2 separate regions of the Mus musculus genome follow, and region 1 is linked to region 2. Evidence: chromatin contacts called from public Hi-C data. All regions are on one chromosome and are shown on one strand. The core of a region is the stretch at or near the end of the contact, and the rest is flanking DNA. Distances in the headings are between cores, read along the strand shown.

Region 1 (2,700 bases), core at 109-2,608, 200 kb before region 2:
TGTGAAGACAGTTTGGTTAGCAACAGGACCTGAATTTATTCTAAGAACCTACGTGAAACATTGGACACCCTGGGGAAACAGAGACAAGAGAATTCTTGGGGCTCTCTGGCCAACCAGTGTGACTGAATCAGGGAGCCCCAGCTTCTGGTAAGAGACCCTGTTTCAAAACAAGAAATGGTTCCTAAGCAATAACACTCGAGGTTGACCTCTGAACTCCACACTCACCTCTAAGCAAGCGTGAGCACACTCACACACACACACACACACACACACATTTATGCATTTATAAAAACAAACGGCCAGCCCTTGTAGCCTGCTTAAATGCAGAAACTTAAGGATGCAAGGAAAAGATTGCATCCTTTCTCCTTGCAGAGTCTCATTCTCAGGGCCAGACAAACACCAACCTCAGCACGACATAGTCGTTTCCAGGGTGAACCGAACCAGGGTTCACTTTTGCCAGAGTCCAACCTGGGCCTCTCTCTTTGGGATGGGAAGCAGAGCATCCATTGCATGATGTATTACTTATTTTAATCAAATACAATTTTTTTCTAATTGTCACTGCTCCGGCAGCCTCACGGGGGCTGGTCTGACTTGTGTACACCCGTGACAGGGGAAGCGGCGGCGGCAGCTGCTTTGTGCCGCCCGCCCGTGTACGGTACCTCTCCAGTCTTGTCAGTCACAGCTCCCCTAATTACAGAACATCTGCTTGCTGTGGCCATTAACACTCCTCTACCAGCTTGTCTGGTTTAATACCAGTGACTCCTGACCTTCCCCAAGGAAGGCGCTTTCTGTCAAAATTTTCCCCCAAAGAAGCCAATTCGCCACGCAAAATTTGCACTTTTTTTTTTTTTTTGTGAAAAACACTACCTTACTAAAGGCTTTTGGAAGGAAATGGGTTTGACGAGGCGTCAGTGGTAAGGAGTATAGAAAACCTGTTTCCCTGCCTTATTTGGTTCATATTTGCATCTTTTGAAAATAATGATAATAAAAAAAAAAATGGGAGTCATTTGAAGGGTCAGGACCGTAAACTTGGATGTTCCCCAGCCCTGTCTACTGTGTTCCTAGGCCTCCAGCTAGGGGGCAGTGTAGATGTCCCCTCGCTCTCTCTCTTCCCACCTGCCCCACACGGGCTGGCTGGGAGACTCCACTACCTTCAGCGTTATTAGTTGAATCATAGGTCCCGCTATGATGCCCTTGTTCCCTGGCATTAAAGAGCCCCAAAGCTCGATAAAAGACGTTCCCAGTCCCTGGGCATGATCTAGAAGCAGCCTGCCCCTCAGAGAACTTCAGACGGTATTTAAAAGGCTCTGCAACCTCAGCCTTCTGAAGGCAGGACTCAAGGCAAGGGCATGCGAGGAAATCCAAGCGCGCTCCTTTTCGTTAGAAGTAACTATGGCAAACGTGGTTCCCAGCTAAGGACCCCGCTACAGATTCCCCCAGTGACTGTCCCACCCATCCTGGGAGTCCCTGGGTGTCCTGCGATAGACAATAGTGAGGGTGAGAGGAAAAGACAAACAGATTCACTTTAGAATCTTCCCCAAAATGATCTGAGTGGCTGTTTGTTTTGTTTGTTTATTTTTTTTTAAATACTGCTTTCACGGTGTTTTGATAAGGCGGGTGTTCTCTTGAAATAAGTGTTTGTTAAGTAAGAAAGAGTTCCCCGCCGTTCCCGGGGAGAGCGAGCAGTCTTTTACAAAGCCGCTGGACTTTGCTTCACAAACGGAGAAAAAGCGGTGCCTGCTGAAAAGCCTGAGCAGGCAGGCAGTTTGGGCTGGATGCTGGCTTCCCTGGTCAGGGTGGAGAAAAGCAAGGCAGTTAAGAATGGGTTTTGAGTTCACACACACACACACACACACACACACACACACACACACACAGACACACACACACACCTCCCTAAAGAATGCAAAGTGACCGCGACCCAGGCTCAAGTGAATCCCAAAGGAGAGAAAAGTCAGTAAGGAAGAATAATCCAGAAGGTTGCTGGTTTGTCAAGCAATGTCTTCAAAAAGCATCCTCCGCACTTGGCTAAAGGGGGTTTCCTTGGGCACCCCTGCCGCTGCCAGTAGTTAGCACTGCTTGTCTGGAGACAGAGCAGGGATGGGAGGCATTGAAGGGAGAAGGGGGAAGGGATAAATGGGTTTAAAAAAAAATACACACACAAAAACACTGCCGAAGAATACCTGTAAATACTTTGTTTTAAAAATGCGCATTTCCAATATAAGACACCATCTTAATTGCGGACTTCTTCAAAGCACCTATTGGAGAAACGGTTTAACAAGGGGGGAGCGATGATCTTGTAATCTCGACAATAAAAGCGCTTCCATCCTTTGTATATGCTGACTTACAAAAAAAAAAAAAAAAAAAAAAAAAAGTGCTTCCAGACAACAAAAGATGGAGCCGTAATTACATAAATCTCTCCATTCTTGATGAAGACACAGTGCAACATGAGCAAATCAATAGAGTCTCCGAGGTAATTCTTGTTTTTCTTATGAGCCCAATGCAAACTTGTTAAAATTGAATTCCACTTCTTGTGTATATAAAAAAAAATAGGATTTGCACAAATCCAGAGGAAAAGAACATGTGTTCTGTAAATGTTTAATTTTTTTCCTGTGCTACTGAGGAGGTTTGCAATGGAGTAGTGTGATACCAGGATCTCCACACAGCCGCCACCACCACCCGGGGAAGGAAGCTACTGTC
Region 2 (2,700 bases), core at 81-2,580:
CAAACGGGGAAAGTTCCTGGGGCAGGCGAGGAGACCCCCCCAGGGCGTTGCCCCCACTGTGACTCTGATCATCCTGTGGCCTTGGCAGCAAGGCTGTAGAAGACCGGATGGGTCTTGCGGTTCAGGAGTCCAGCCTGGCAGTCTCTATATAACCTTTGCGAGACGCCTGCATATTTCACCCTTCCAGGCGAGCACTTTTTTTTTTTCTTTTTGTCATTCCAATTTCATTTCCGGGGCTGTGTGGACTGCGGGCTCAGCAGTCACTCCGGTCTGAAGTGACTCCTGGGACCTCCTCACTGTTCTATATGCAAATGGCCTTGCACCTGGGCAGCCGAGCAGGCTCGCAGACAGTTTAGTTATGCAAATCTGATTGATCGAGAGCATATTGCGGGAGCTTGCACAAGGCCTGGGACACTGGCAGCTATATTTCACTGGCTAAATTCCTGAAGAAGGGGGGAGAAATTAAATGCCAGGCATTTTGATGCATATTCCCTTCAACCCCTGTCGCGCGGCAGGGCTTTGCCTCTGAATGCGCTCAGCACTCGGGTTAGAGCCACTAATGCAATTTTTGCACGCGGGGTGTGTTATTGCTGAATTAACAGAAGGCTTGTTTTCCGTGTAAAAAGCCAGTCGCTGAGATGTCGCTAGCACAATAGGTCTGTCAGTCGATTTGAAATAATTCCCCAGGCAAACGCAGTAAAGGCAGTGTTTAAAAAAAAATAATAATTAGGTCCTTCGGCCTCCAAATGCTCACCCAAGTGAAAGGGACCCCAAGCAAGTTCCTCCGACTCCCTCCTCCGCAACAAAGGTAAAGCATACCGCAGGGACCCTGATTACACATTGTCATGCTGTGTGGAAAGCGCTTGTCTGTTTCCCAAACACTGAGCTTGAAGAGGGAGATGGAGCAGCCGACAGCCGCAGCTGCCTGGGAGAAAAATAAATTTTAAAAGAAGAAACTCGAATCTGCTTAAACTAATAAATTCCTCATCCGACACCTTGCATTCATGCATGCTGAAGTCTGAGGCTCGGGAGGCCCATCCGGCTGCACGGCATTCTCCGTATTGATTTATAATCACTGATAAATAAGATAGACCTACACCGCGCACGAGGGCTGCAGAAGAGGGAAAGGGATTTTTTTTTTTTTTTTTTTTTGCCAGTGTCTCTCCCCAGCACCGGTGCATCGAAATTAAAAATAAATCAATGTTATGTGCGGGAGAAGAAGATGATGGGAAGAGATAGGAAGAAAGAGGACTACATTTTTGCCTGGTGTGTCATCCCTGGTGAATGGGACAGGAAAAGCAGATCTCGGCCCCTGCGGACCCTGAAGAGAAGGTGGTCACGTGTGCAGCTTGGCTCGGGGCTTCCTCTGCTTGCGAGATTGGGTGAGCGTCCTGAGCTAAGTTAGCAAACGCGAACTTCACTCATTCCCTGACGTCAGTCACGTTACCTGCTGCCTCAAACGGCTCGGACGACACAGGAACGTGGACGCTGTCGGCTCCGCAGAAGTCACGTGGACACACGCTACTCCTGTGGACATTCGCAGCAGCTGCAAAGCAAAGGAGGAGAGGGAAGGGAGGGGGGGGGGAGACAGAGAGAGACAGAGAGAGAAGAGAGCAGAGGGGGGATTCTTGGGGATAAAGTTTACAGAAGTGCTGAGCTTAAATCCTTCCTTTGCCTCTACCCTAAGGTCTGCTCTCTTGATATGGGAATCACAGGGTGCGGTCTTCCAGCACTACAGGGTCTTTCTCCAATCGGTGAGTCCCCGAACACTACCTGGACACTCATCTTGAGAATTTGAAGAATAAACCTCACAGACCACAGAGCGAGAGTTCTGCAAAGAAGTTTATTATTTCTTCCAGCCTGCTCCTAGCCCGGAGATGTTCAGATAAGCTACACACGTACACATCACACACATTCCGCAGACACGTATGCGTACATGTGTCTCTGTGTGCACATGTATATATGCTCATGCTGTGTACAGGGAGCAAGGCTGAGCATGGAAAGTCATGTTTGAACCCGCAAGCACACATACCTCAATCACACACACACACACACACACACACACACACACTCTCTCTCTCTCTCTCTCTCTCTCTCTCTCTCTCTCTCTCTTTAAAAATGCCTATCTTGACAGGCAAAACGCAGCCAGGGGGTCAAAAGCAAAGATCCTGGGAAAAAAAATCAAGCGTACTCCCTCCCGACCATGGCCCAGTGCGCCCCTCCCATCAATGACTAACAAAAGGGCCCCAGCACTTTGACTGACAGAATTCTTAATTGTATCCACTCATTCATGACAATTTGATTAAAATATTACACCATAGTCTCACCCCCTGTTTGCTTCGATCCTCCAAATCTAATTTTGAATTTTCAGAAAGGAGATTACTCCCACAAGCATGACTGAGGCACTATTAACTTCTACTTAATCTTTATTACTGATGTGAATTTAACATATGTACCTCCGCGCCCGGCCCCTGCTGTTTGCCTCCAAAGTAACGAGGAGGCGATACACAAGCGGTGGGCATGGGACTCTGCGCTCTCCTGTCCCAGTCCAGACCACCCGTGTCTGTGGAGAGGTGGCACCTTCCCACTCACTTCAGGATGGGGGCAAGGAACCTTCCACCTCTACCTCGTAGCCACCTCCAGACCTCCCAGAGCAGCAGTCCTCTGAGGGGCTCTGCACTGTCCAGCCAGCCCTGGACC

What was found. A called contact is a pair of places that touch in the nucleus more often than the background predicts.
Region 1: a Hi-C map of cerebral cortex shows a contact between it and region 2, with 2.2 times the contacts expected there. The contact joins two enhancer-like sites. A contact is called at or near these places in 2 of 484 Hi-C or Micro-C datasets (cerebral cortex and ganglionic eminence) and 1 of 115 datasets of contacts at active chromatin or transcription factors (embryonic stem cells).

Annotation. Positions count from the first base shown.
Region 1 is chr12:106,377,914-106,380,613 of GRCm38.p6, reverse strand. No RefSeq gene overlaps it. Among named protein-coding and RNA genes, the nearest start is that of Gm32830, 29 kb to the left of the region's middle. Within about 2 kb of position 1,358, at least 29 of the 459 cell types and tissues checked have an H3K27ac peak or open chromatin away from gene starts, as enhancers often do. A contact at or near this core is called in cerebral cortex and ganglionic eminence, where this site is marked.
Region 2 is chr12:106,172,996-106,175,695 of GRCm38.p6, reverse strand. No RefSeq gene overlaps it. Among named protein-coding and RNA genes, the nearest start is that of Gm32776, 27 kb to the right of the region's middle. Within about 2 kb of position 1,330, at least 66 of the 459 cell types and tissues checked have an H3K27ac peak or open chromatin away from gene starts, as enhancers often do. A contact at or near this core is called in cerebral cortex and ganglionic eminence, where this site is marked.